Linked DNA regions of Mus musculus: regions 2, 3 and 4 are each linked to region 1. Evidence: chromatin contacts called from public Hi-C and HiChIP or PLAC-seq data. All regions are on one chromosome and are shown on one strand. The core of a region is the stretch at or near the end of the contact, and the rest is flanking DNA. Distances in the headings are between cores, read along the strand shown. Region 1 has its middle 34 kb from the start of Gm52623. Region 2 overlaps Sox2ot (SOX2 overlapping transcript (non-protein coding)). Region 3 has its middle 51 kb from the start of Sox2ot. Region 4 holds the start of Sox2ot (SOX2 overlapping transcript (non-protein coding)).

Region 1 (3,173 bases), core at 365-2,864:
TAGTCATTCTATAGGACAGCAGTGGGACACTATGAACGGGGTAAAGCTAGTTCTACATAAGAGCTCACAAAACACAAGAAAAGGGTGTCATTTCCCAATGCCAGTTCTACTGTTCTCTTAGAATATTTTATTATTATTTTTATTTGTGTGTCCAAATGTGTGTGTATGCATGTGCATGCACGTGTACATATGTGTATGTATAAATGTATGCCTCTCGTGTATGCGTCTGGCTATGGAGGTCAGGAGAGAGCACGGGATGCCCTGGAGCTGGGCTTATAGGCAACTGTCAGCCATCCAACATGAGTGCTGGGAACTGAACCTTCCAGGTTCTCTGGAAGGACAACAAGTGTTCCTAACCACTGAGCTTGCCTATCCCTTACCATTCTACTAACTAAAGGCCATGTTTTGTTGCTGGTGTGAGGAAAGATTTTGGACTTGGGAGGAGTCAAGCTCAGCATTCAGCTCCTAAGGCAGGCTCAGTACTTCAGTACCCCATGCAGGCTCAGTACCTCAGTACCCCAAGCAGGCTTAGTACCTCAGTACCCCATGCAGGCTCAGTACCTCAGTACCCCATGCAGGCTCAGTACCTCAGTACCTCATGCAGGCTCAGTACCTCAGTACCCCATGCAGGCTCAGTACCTCAGTACCCCATGCAGGCTCAGTACCTCAGTACCTCATGCAGGCTCAGTACCTCAGTACCCCATGCAGGCTCAGTACCTCAGTACCCCATGCAGGCTCAGTACCTCAGTACCCCATGCAGAGAGCTCTGAATGTGAGCCTGTGTTCTTATAATGAAAGACTGTTTCACCTCATAGGTAGAGGAGCAATGTGAAGACCTGGGTATGGTGCAGGTATAGAGTCAGGGCTTAGGAGACTCTGGAAGCATTACTAATAAAATAAAATAAATAAAAATCCATATTTCCAGAAGCCAAGAATCAACCTTATTTTAGGCAACATGTTCTCGGGCATGAGAACTCAGAAGTGAGTCAGGAGATGGGGTTCTATTTTGGGCTCAAGAACTTTAGTCACAGGAACTAGCAATTTCCCTGAGACTCTGTGCCATGATTGTAAAAGAGGGTTCTTGTCTGTTTATCTGCATGCATATACAGGATATAACCTTTGTAAGTAAGAATAAAGCACATAAAAAATACTTTCAGTAATATTGTCCAAACCACTTTCTCTGTTGTCTACTTTCCTTAAATTCTGTCACCTGTCAAGTTGCCAACAGCTCTGCCTAGTGAATAACCATTCACAGCTATGGAACCCTCCTACCTTGTTTCCTAGAGTTACCAGGAAACCTGAAGTCCTGGAGTGCTTCTGACCAAGTCCCCCTGGCTCTGTCTCTTCCCTGTGCTTTCCTGTACATAGTGAAAGGAACAGAGAGACAGAATGGTTTCCGGGCTTTCCTTGTGAAGCCATGCTCGGAAATGGATTTGCTGGGGTCTGGTGAGACAACACAAACTCAATTCTAGCTCCAACACTGAAGCTTCCTCTCAATGGAAGCAATCAGTTAGTCCTTTCTGCCATGCTTTCCCTTCCCTGTCCCTGGCTACGGCTGAGCGCTTGCTGGAAGTGCTTGCTGGGAGGTTTTGAAGACCGTCCTTCCTGGTAGAGCTTTTCTTTGGTAACAAAGTTGGTACAGAACCCCTAATAGTCAGACATGATTAAGACCTTTGGAAGCAATTCTTCAAAAGCTAACGAACTCATGTACTGACTTCATTTAGACATTGCAAGATTTCAGGACTCTCTGCTGCCGAATGAGAGTCATCCCTCCCCACACTGAGCTCTGCCTGTCCCTCTGCTGTCTCTGTCCATTTAGCTGAGTGGTATCTTCCGACAGGGCATGTGGCCAGAGAAACAGAAACGGTGCAAAGACACCAATGTCACAAGCCACAGGAATAAAAAGAGACTTGAGCAGTCTGCATAGAAGCCAGCTCTGTGCTGGAGGAGCCATCACACAGCTGTGGCAACTCTGTCATTTTTTTTTATTTGCCTACAGTGACACCTGCTGGAAACAAAAATAAATCTAAGTTTTAAAATACAAAAGCAAGCTTTGAGAACCATCAGCCATATATCATCTTTGTCTTCATCTTCATCATTGTTGTCATCATCATCACTTTGACTAAAACTACATTCCTTAAACATCGATTTGACTCAGGGTTTTGCTTTGGAAGTTCCTTTTTGTACAAGCTGAGAAGCTAAAGGTACTTTCAGCTCGATGACGTCATCATTTTCCTTGGGACCAAGAAGCTGGAATTCACACCCTTACGATGCATGCTGGTTCTAGGAGGAAGCCTTTATAAGCAGTTTGATTGTGTTATATAGCCTTCTGAAATGGTGCGTTAAAGCATGGCGTATTGACTACAGTGTGTGGGAAGGGATTTTGGAACTCTAAGATAATATCAAGATAGCTCTCAGTGGTTGAAATATTTAACAGGAACATATTCATAAGAAGTGCAGTTGCACAAAACCATCTTGTCCTTGGGTTTTGGGCTTCATGTTTAAAGCATGTTCACAGTGCCCACTACTCTGCATATTGAACAACCAATTGGAGCACCTACAGATTACCATTGATTTCAACATTAACTAGGCACACTCAGGATTTCCACAATCATGTGACACAGGGGGGGATTTGAACACTTAATTAAGATCCATTGTCGTCTTTAGAATTCACGAAAGTTCCCATCAACCAAGAAAGCACAAACATCCAGATGGTGCCACCTTTCATCGAGGATTCTCACCCCATGATTTGGCATTTACAGTTATTATTAATACAGGGCACATTTACAGAACAAGATAAAGATATCATCTTTGAAGTGGAAACTTAAAGGGTTCTCTGGAAAGTCAGTTGTGTCGAATGGTGTTTTGCTGGGGCAAGCTCGTGAAGGAACTTTCCATTAAAGTGGACACAGGAGTGAAAAACTAAGGCAGGCTCATGAGGGAATGCTTGGCTGAAGCAGACACAGAAGAGAGGATGTTCTGCTAAAGCAGGCATATGCAAGGACACATGACGAAGAATTCTTTGCTAATGACATGCATGTATTGGGCTACCTTACATCACATAGTTGATCTGCATTTGTCAGGACTCCATAGAGAGAAATGCACCAAAAACTTCTGGTGGTGTGCTGCAGTTTCTTGCTGACTCTGCAGACTCGGGCTGAGATAGACACTTG
Region 2 (3,020 bases), core at 81-2,580, 430 kb before region 1:
CAACACAATACAATATGTACATACACATATACACAATGCATTATTAAAAGGAAAAGCAATGTTCTTGACACAGACAATATGCCATACACAGCTTCTGGAAGACAGCAAGCAAAGGTGACAGGGATCAAGCGTTTGACTGACTTGAGTGATACCTGTTAGCAGCTAAAAGTTGACGAGGTACAAGCTAAACCGAACTAGTTCCCCCCCTTTCTCCTTCAAAGCAAAACCGAAAACAGCACACACACACACACACACACACCCTCTAGCACTCTCAAACTGGAGCTCTTTAAAGACCCCGAGGACTTACGCTCAAGGCATTATTCAGAAAACACTGAGCCCGGTCGTTCGTCACAGGCAATTGTTAAAGGCTTTCAAAGAGCCGATCAAACGCGGCCAGAGTAATCTACATTGGAGTCCGGATGGTGGAGTTACGGCGTACACCTGCGGGATGTTTGCTGTCGCTGCCCCTCGCAGAGCTACAAATCTTGATTAAAGCTCCCTGCCTAACTGCCTAAGTTGCTCCCCAGTTTGGAAAGTTTCTTGGGACAGTTTATTTTGACCAGAGAGCTGTTTAGACACTGCAGCCAGAGAGGAGTTGAAGCCACCAAGGTGGGGAGGGACAGGGGCGGTGAGCAACTGGGAAGGTCTGTTTCTTGCATGGACTTTTTTGAACAGAGCCTTCATCCAAGCAGAGACAACCGAGATAGAAGTCCTGATTCGTGGCTTGCCTTTGAGTTCCTGTGTCTCCAAAACTCCTTTCACTGTCTTTGCCACAACTTTTTGTTGGATGGCAATACCAGTTCGTAGCTTTCCTTAATCTATTCCCACAGGTGTCCACCCTAGAGCCTGTTTCCAGCTTCGACCAGCACTCCTTTTCTAGTACAAAACTTTATCTCCCCCCGCCCCTGCCCCAGTCCGACTCTAGTTTGAAACTTTCGCTTTTGATTCATTTGTTTGAGATTATTTCCCCTCCTTTTCTGCGTTGGCTAGGTTTCCACTGTTTTTACCCTGAGGGACAAAAAAATGTGAAGTTGTGAGAAAAGACGATGCGAGGGTCGGACAGTTGGAGGCGGGAGGGACGTCAACGTCTGTCTGCAGTCAGCTAGTAAGTCCGCAAGCCCTCTGCAATCCCTGTGTGACCCATTTGGGGAGTGGGGTGGAGACTAACCGGCTGCCCGCAATGCCAAGATCAACACTCGGAGCGAATGTTATCAATAGACCAATTTTCTGCTCTTACCCGGGGCTTTTTTGTTTCATTCCTAAGTGGAGAGTGTCTGAGCTGCGCAAGACGCAACTGCACGGAGGCGCCCGGAAAGAGAGGGCGCTAGAAGCGGGAGACGCAAATATGGAAATTAACTCATTAGGAAGGGGTGTGGTTAGCGCGAAGCCCCCTCCTCCATCCCTTCCTTTCTCCCTCGCTGCCACCGTCCTGGCTTGCTAAATATGAGATTACAAACAAACAAATAAAGCAGAAGCTGACTACGCTGACTACGCAGCCCCAGATCAAGCACGCTCCAGATAATTCTCTGCACTCAGCGCCGAGGCCAGTTCTGCCACACAGCACCCGCCCCTGCCGCCACCGGGGGCTGCGGCGTTCCCTGCGCCATCTCCCGCCGCCCGGGACTGCAGCGGGGCCGCCGTCACCTTTCGAAGGCGCAGCACGTGGTCCCAACACTCGGCGGGGTGCACGTTTTAAACCCTAAGACGCCAGCTTCAGCCACTGTGGCGCCCTTCCGAGGGCCTCTGCTGACCTCGAGGTTCTTCTGCAAAGGCCCTGGGTGCTGGTGTGCTCTGAGGGAGAAAACAATCGAGCTTAGAAAAGAATGTTCCCGAGTCTCTGACCTGGGCTCCCCCCGCCCTCTGCGGTGCCGTACTCCCAGCGCGAGATTGCAGTGTACCAGGGCTCGGGTGAGACAAAAATTGGCACCAAGGCGGAAGCCTGCTTAGCGTCAGAGCCCGAGGTTGAGATATTAACAAAAGACGAGGTGCCTAGGAGTGAAGTCTGTGGGGTTGGACCGCCTGGGGTGCAAAATTCAGTGTCTAAATAAAATCGTGCGTGCGGGGGGGTGGGGTGACAATTAAAATGAAACAAAATGCGAAACTCGTCCTCAGTTGAGTCGGTCTTCCTACTCTCTAAGTCTTTATACAACCCTGTATCTAAGTCCTCAAAGCGAGGCGTAGTATAAGGCTTTAGGCAAAAATGATACTTCTAATGGCTGTCCTTCCGGCGACCGACCTCCCCGCCCCGGCTCCCATCCTAGTGCTCCCGTAGCTGCGGGCCCCTTGGAGGAGGCTGCGCAGTCCCAAGCTTCCCGCTGCCCGCAGGCCACCGCGTCTCAATGCGGGTATTGTCCGCCGCGGGTGGGGAGGCCAGACGACCAACACACAAGAATAGCAATGTGCCCGACTCCTGTTAAGAGAAAGTTTCCAAATGTCCTCCTTGTGCTGAAATACTACTTTTTAAAAAGTGCGAGTGCGTGTTTCGGTGGGCAAAGATTCGTTTTTGAAAGTCCACTCTCAATTCCTCAACGTTTTCCACTTCTTTTAAGTTCTCAGAAAAGGAGAGAGTGGGCAGAGAAGTGACTCGATTTGGGGGGTGGGGGATTGTAAATATGGTTGACGGTCAGTGGGACGGTTTTGAAATACCGGCAGTTGTCACCCAGGTCTGGTTCGGGGACGCGGGGACAGATGCTCGGTTGGCGCACAGAGTGGGAGGAGGGCCCCGGGGCGCGTGTGCTCAGAAGCGTTTCGCACCTCCTGTTTATCTTAGAAAGGCGCGGAGGGGTGGGTGGGAGCGAATTGTTCCTTTTCCCCGACAGGCAGTATTAGTTGACTAAAATGGAGAGGCGGGCACACACAAAAACAAAACCTCCACAGGCTGCGAGTCTCTCTCCTCTGACCCGAATTCCAAAGGCTGGGACTTGCCACTCAGAAGACCCTAGCGTCCGCGGTCTTGTGACCACAGCAGAAGCAGCGGTGGATGCCTTTAGAACTGGGCCTTTGGGGACAAGGGTGATGAG
Region 3 (3,210 bases), core at 507-3,006, 280 kb before region 1:
TTTCTCCCATGAAGGTGGCTGCGACCTTTCAGGGCCAAGTTAACCCAGAGTACAAAGCGGGATTTGTGTGACACTGTATGAAGTGGCTTTTTGCTCAGAGCTGTTAATAAACAAACTATGTTTTGGTAATGACACATAGGCAGTGCTTTCCAAAGGACAGCTGACTAAACCCAGGGCAGACTCAGTGGTCCGTTGCATACTCACACTGTGTCATGAGCCCCATATCCTGTATGTATGTTTCTAATGATGTTAGAACAAGGAGGTAAGAGGCCACCACAGAGATGAGGGTGCTCCTGCCTCCTGGGAACCTCTGAGATTTGATAACTCTGTTTCCAACTGTCTGGATCACACAATTATCAGCAGTGAACACTATTGCCTGCTGCTGGATCATATACAAATATTCAGATTTTTGTTTTCCTCCCCATTCTGAAGGTTATCTCTCTGGTTGCTCTGAAAATTAACTGACAACCATTTCCCATGATGCTCTAAGGGCTGTCAAGCTGTCTGTCAAGCTGTCAGCTGACCAGTCGTTCCCATGGTTCTTTTAGACTTCCGTATGATAAATTGAAAGGCCCCGTTATCTGTCTGTGGTGAAGGGGAGCTGTCTGGGCTTTGATAAGATATCACTTCTCCCAGGTGAGAGGTGGCTGACAGCATGCCCAAGCCAATCAACATCTCAGAGCAGAGCTGGGGGCAAGAAGCCAGGGCCACAGTTTACAGCCGGCATTGGATACTGCTTGCTACTTTTCTTTGTACAGAAGTTTCAGACTCATTCTTCCAGGTACCAACAGTTATTTCTCCTTTTAGCTTCCAAATAACAACTGCTACTCTTTCACCATGGAGAGAGAACCTTAAAGCTGAAAACAAAGTCTGTAAGTTTGGGTTCACAGCACACAGGCTGTCTGCCTCCTGTCCACCAGACCCTGTTCCCTAAAGTCACATGCATCCACCTTCCAGAAGAGACACATAAAAAGATACATGTTCCTACCAAATGAGCAAATTTTGATATCTAATATAAAATACATTTAATTACTTGTGCCTGGGTCGGCATCATCAATATGACCAGGCTTAGATTTAGTATATTAGTTTATACTTTAGTGTTGGTTAGGAAATCAGTGAAATAATGACACAGATTTTACTTTTAAAGCTTTTCGCTCCTTGTGTTGGATATATACATGTGCACGTGGGCGCATCAGAGGACAAGGCTTGTGGAGTTGTACTTCTCCGTTAGCCTTTGTGTGAGTTGCAGGGATTGAACTTGGGCCATTTGGGCTTGCATGACAAACACTTTACCTTGTGAGAAAAAAGAAAAAAAAAAGCCCTTGATGTTTTAATAGTTCTGAATTACACTACTATAGTATAGTATGAGTTGAATTTCATGTGCGATATGCATAAAGGGGAGAGCAGATGCAGTAGACCAGTCAGGGAAGGCTTTGAGGAGAAGGAGATTCTGAGGGACATCTTCCTAGAAATGGATGTATTTCAGTTATCAGCTTGCATTTACAATCAGGACCTGTGGGTAACAGGCCAAGCTCCCAAAGTGCTGACTCTAGGCAAGAATTCTTTTGCCCTTTGAGCTTCATCTCCTGCCTGTGATCCCCTCTCTCCCTCCTGCAACTCTGACGCGTGCTGACTGGCTGTCACACAAATGACTGAATGTTCCCTTTGGCAATCACTCAGAGAGACAGACTGTTGTTTCTTGTGTTCTTAAGCAGGATAAAAGTACGGCAGCTGCTAACATCACCACCTTGTGTACAAACAGTTTTTTGCACAGTCTCTTGTCATTAGTGCCTAGTGATCTCACAGAGCGAGGGAGAATTCCTATGACAGACAACAGTCAAGCAACTTTGTAATGTGGAGTCTGAAAAAGGCTTGTTTTTCCGTTCATGATAACTAGCTGTGCATGTAATACTCCTCAAATAAGCAAGAATAGCCCAGAGCCCTCAGGGACTGAGAATCTGTCAGGCCTGGGGACAATGACTCAGGAGAAAAGATAAAGGGGGTGTGAGATGGCTCAGCTGGCAAGGGCCTAAGTTCGATACCCACATGGTAGAAGTAGGGAGTTGACTTCCGCAGATTATCCTCTGACCTCCACATACTCACTGTGGCATGGGTGACCTACCTGCCACAAATTAATCAATAAAAATGTAATGAAATTTTCTAAGATGAAAGACGAAAAACTTGAGCCCTGCTTGGTGCCAGGCAAGGCCTTGACTCAGAGTCACATTCGCTGAGCCCTTTTGACTTGCAAACTGGTTAATGTTGGATGCAATTATTTACACAAAGGCATAATTTTGGTCTCCATCCAGTGAGGGAAACCTCTTGAGGTTCCGAATACCAGATCTCCTACTGGCTTCCAGCATGTCAGAGTACCCAGGGAGGTGCAAATTCTCAGTCGTCCTTGGAGAGCATCTAGGTTGACCACCACATCCCTTTCCACAAGGAAATCCTTTGTCACTTCCTGCCTTTCGGCTAAAATCAAGTGTAAGAAATACCTTCTATTCCACCGAAGGAGGTGGTGGCTTGGGAGGAAGGGAGGGAAATATCCAAGCAGGCCTCAAAGGACTCTCAAAAAACTCCAGTTCATTTCTAGAAAGAAAAAATTAATTAATTTTATATTAGATTTTTCATAGGCTTTTTCTTTTGCTAACTGAACTCATTAAATTGTATTAGCTCACTGGCCTAGGAAGTCAGGTCAGGAAGTAAAAATGCTTCCCTTGGACCTGAGTTGGATCCCAAAGCCCAGGTTTAAAAAGCCAGGCCTAGTGGAGCGCACTTGTAATCTGGGCTAGGGAGGCAGACTCAGGTGTATGCCTAGGACTTCCAGATCATGTAGCCTCGCCTAACCAGGGAGCTCCAGGCCAATTACAAACATGGTTCAAATAAGATGACAGCTCCTGAGGTTGATGTTGGACTCCATACTCAGGTGCACACATGCACGCATGCACGCACACACATATGCGTATGTATATAAATACACAACTAAGCATTTATCAGCTCACATAGCAAAATAACTATTATAAACTGCTGGGAAAAAAGGTTTTGATTGCTGTGGTAGAACACATTGAACAAAAGCAACTTGGGAAGGGGGGGGGTTACTTTATCTCACTGCTTTCAGGTGAATCTTCATCCCTGGGGAAGTCATGACAGGAACTGAAGGCAGGAACCTGGAGGCAGGAACTGATGCAGAGGCCATGGAGGACACTGCTT
Region 4 (3,159 bases), core at 637-3,136, 330 kb before region 1:
CTCAAAGCCATAATGAAGCCTGAATTAAAAACGTCAGCTTCTGCGAGTGTTGATAACTTGGTTCTTTGTTGGGCAAGTCAAAATGTGTCTGTTTGATAGGTAAAAATGACAGTCTAAAAATGGGAGAAGTGGGTTCTAAAAAAAGAAACACACACACACATGCACAGACACACACACACACACACACACACACACACACACACGACTCTTTCAAAAAGGCCCATAATGTACTTGAAGGAAGACCTGTAGGGCAGGAGGTATTATCTTTAGGAAGTCACCAGGCAGCACTAAAAAGCAATGTCCATGTCCAATCAAAACGATTTCTGGGGCTGCTGGGGCTCCTGCATCTCAGTCTTCACACTAGACTGGAAACCCTTTGTACTAATTACCAGACTGTACCAGATTTTCTGGTTCAGTTCAATCCTATAATTGACTGACAGTGATGGGCAAGCAAGGGGGGAATTCAGGCTCGCTGCTGCAAGCGGAGGGTCAGAAATGGCTCAGACAGCTCATCCCAGCCTGGCCCCAAAATGAGGCTGAGTAGCCACCATCAGCGTGCACTTTTAATTCCCATGGTAAGAAAAAGAGGAAAACACAGCAGCCCGGAGCTGCCTGAATCTTACAGAAAATCATAGCATGCAACTGGTCTTTGTAAAAGGAATGGAGAGCAGTAATTTTAGCTGTCACCTATTTATTTTGCTTTTGGTTAGTATGTATCCCCCTGACTCCAAAATTCAAGTGGGGCATCCAGCAGACATTAAATAGACTTTGAGCCCGTTTGTAGAAACTCAGAGAAACAATGTTGCTATTTCCTCTTACAGCTTAAAAAAAAAAATCAGCAAAGATTGAGGCGTGTTGAGCTCGTGAAGTGTGGTGCATCGGAGTTGAGCACTCCAAAGCACTTTATGTCAACTTCCTAACACCCTTACTTGCCTGCCATTCCCTGTGTAACCCTAGCAAGCTCATGACATTTGTCTATAAAAATCAGAGTTTAAAACTGTACAAGAATAATTTCCATGAAGTTAGAGTTAGTGCACTAAAAAAAAAAAAAAAAAAAAAAAAAAAAAAAAAAAAACCAAAAACCAAAAAAAAAAACACCAAACCAAACCAAGCCAACCCCTCACAAACAACGTCACAGTGCACTCTTTCAGATAGTTATGGTCCATACCACTGGGATTCACCCTGGGCTCTTTATATTCTCACTTACTTAATAAAGGAAAAGAGCAACTCTAGCCTTTGCACTGGGAGACATTAAAGCACAGGTGTCAGACCCAGGGTCAAAACAGGAACCAGGCAGGGCCTTTCGGGAGGCAAGGGAGAATTATGTGCTATCATGTGGAGGTCAATTGACTTGAAACTTAATCACAGGTTAAGCCCCCTTTCTTTCCATTCTAAAGGAGAAGCAGCACCTGTGCCAGCAGCCACTCACCCTGCACTTGACACAGCAGCCACGACAATTTTTTAGTTACAAGTCAATTACTTACTGGAATAGAAAGAGGCTTTCACTCATCCCATGGATGGCCACTGTTCTGGAGAAATCTGTCAGGTTTGCTAGAGGAGGAAGAAGAAGAAGCAAGAGGAGGAGGAGGAAGAGGAGAACAGAGACAGGTGGAAGTTAAAAAATCCATGGTTCTCCACAAAGTTTCCGAGCTAGGCCAGCCCACCCGGGCAGAGAAGCTGCGCGCGCAATCCCTTACCTTCTCGGTACTGCCCAGAGCTCTTGGGGGTGAGGCCTGTCCCAGCAGACAAGTCCTGGGACCTTCCCCATCAGAGGATCAAGGTTGGGTGCGAGGGTGTGGCCGTGCACCTGAGGACAGGAGCCAGCTAAGTGTGGACAGAGAGAGCCAGCAGGAGAGTGTCCCCTGCCACAGTCAGCCCTGAGCAGGGACTTGGAACACACTGGCTGTGGACTTTTGTTCAAAGCTGTCGTTTTTTTTTCTTTCCCTTTATTTCTTCTTTCTTTCCTTCTTTTTCTTTTTTTTCTTCTTCTTTATTTTTTTTTTTAGTGAAGCTAGATTAGTTCATACAAAACTCAACAATGCAGCACTGAAACCCATTGTTGATATTCAACATTTTTCACATAGCGGAACAGAATAGACAATACGGTATCTAAGAAACCATGGGCTGGATTGCACGCTGATGATGCTGTGTCCTTCTAGGGGCCTGTAATCCCTTTTTATTACCTACCACAGTAAAAACAAAACAAAACAAAGCAGCAAAGAAAAAACAAACAAAAAACAAAAAACAAAACAAAACTAAACCCAAAACAAGCAAGCAAGCAAACAAACAAAACCCCCAACAAGACGTGTTTGGGACTCTCTCAGAATAAATCTATGACATTGCTCTTCTTAGAAATAGGAGAAATTGACAGGGAATCCCAGCACTAAGTCCTGAGGCACCATTCCCACTCAAGCAAGTTACTGATTTTAAAAACTACCGTTATCCTAACTTGTATGTGAACACCCACGGGCTTTTAACAACAAGATTATTTGAAGATGTTTGTTTAAGCCCAATATTTAAAATTAACTTGATTTTTCCCATGCCTTAAGAAAAATACCTGGAAAGTGACTTGTTTCAAGGTCCCTAGGACCAGAGCTAAGATGGCACAGACCATTGTTATGAACTTGTGTTGCTATTATTAATGAGTTATTATTTATTTCGCTATTAAGAGAATAGTAATTTCCAGGGTTTGGGGAGGGGGTTGGTTACCTCTTACCTAGCTCAGTGAACAATTTTTTACCTTTAACATCATGTTTCAATTTTACTATTTCAGTTTGAAAATGTGTACTGGTAAAACCATTCTTAACCGGGTGGCGATGCCCATTAACCTTTCTGGTGATCTGGCCCAATCCCTTTAAAAAACGCAATCCAGTTCCCACGCTTTTCTCAAGCCTCCCAATGGCCTAGGTAGCCACAGAAGTGATTGTTCCAACTGGGTTCTTTTCATCACTTCTGCAATTGACCAATTGACAACTGATTGATGGTTATCTTTTCACTTCAACAATGAAGGAAATTACCATCACTATAGCTATGTACAGTAAATGCCTCCGGAGTAAATTACATGATTCTAAAATTCTCCTTAGCTCACTTGGTAAAAACATCAACACAAAAAACTTTCTTTTTTGTGCTGCTTTGCAGCATCCCAGATTTGGCCTTTCC

The links. Hi-C and Micro-C count contacts between places; a contact is called where the count stands out from the background. HiChIP or PLAC-seq counts read pairs in DNA pulled down with a chosen protein or histone mark.
Region 2: a contact with region 1 is called in an H3K27ac HiChIP or PLAC-seq map of oligodendrocyte precursor cells, with 10 times the contacts expected there. The contact joins two enhancer-like sites. A contact is called at or near these places in 4 of 484 Hi-C or Micro-C datasets (cerebral cortex, cortical neurons, embryonic retina and 1 more) and 13 of 115 datasets of contacts at active chromatin or transcription factors (craniofacial prominence, differentiating embryonic stem cells, embryonic basal ganglia and 9 more).
Region 3: a contact with region 1 is called in a Hi-C map of neural progenitor cells, with 1.7 times the contacts expected there. The contact joins two enhancer-like sites. A contact is called at or near these places in 8 of 484 Hi-C or Micro-C datasets (Sertoli cells, cerebral cortex, cortical neurons and 3 more) and 1 of 115 datasets of contacts at active chromatin or transcription factors (neural progenitor cells).
Region 4: a contact with region 1 is called in an H3K27ac HiChIP or PLAC-seq map of VIP interneurons, with 4 times the contacts expected there. The contact joins the promoter of Sox2ot here to the enhancer-like site in region 1. A contact is called at or near these places in 1 of 484 Hi-C or Micro-C datasets (cerebral cortex) and 4 of 115 datasets of contacts at active chromatin or transcription factors (VIP interneurons, astrocytes, embryonic basal ganglia and 1 more).

The regions. Positions count from the first base shown.
Region 1 is chr3:34,230,897-34,234,069 of GRCm38.p6, reverse strand. No RefSeq gene overlaps it. Among named protein-coding and RNA genes, the nearest start is that of Gm52623, 34 kb to the left of the region's middle. Within about 2 kb of position 1,614, at least 38 of the 459 cell types and tissues checked have an H3K27ac peak or open chromatin away from gene starts, as enhancers often do. A contact at or near this core is called in VIP interneurons, cerebral cortex, cortical neurons and 4 more, where this site is marked.
Region 2 is chr3:34,662,736-34,665,755 of GRCm38.p6, reverse strand. All of the region lies in intron 4 of Sox2ot (SOX2 overlapping transcript (non-protein coding)), which reads right to left. Among named protein-coding and RNA genes, the nearest start is that of Sox2, 14 kb to the right of the region's middle. Within about 2 kb of position 1,330, at least 82 of the 459 cell types and tissues checked have an H3K27ac peak or open chromatin away from gene starts, as enhancers often do. A contact at or near this core is called in cerebral cortex, cortical neurons, embryonic brain and 3 more, where this site is marked.
Region 3 is chr3:34,507,872-34,511,081 of GRCm38.p6, reverse strand. No RefSeq gene overlaps it. Among named protein-coding and RNA genes, the nearest start is that of Sox2ot, 51 kb to the left of the region's middle. Within about 2 kb of position 1,756, at least 26 of the 459 cell types and tissues checked have an H3K27ac peak or open chromatin away from gene starts, as enhancers often do. A contact at or near this core is called in forebrain and neural progenitor cells, where this site is marked.
Region 4 is chr3:34,559,108-34,562,266 of GRCm38.p6, reverse strand. Sox2ot (SOX2 overlapping transcript (non-protein coding)) reads right to left here and starts at 1,886. Exons shown (of 5, transcript NR_015580.2): 1 at 1,698-1,886; 2 at 1,485-1,551.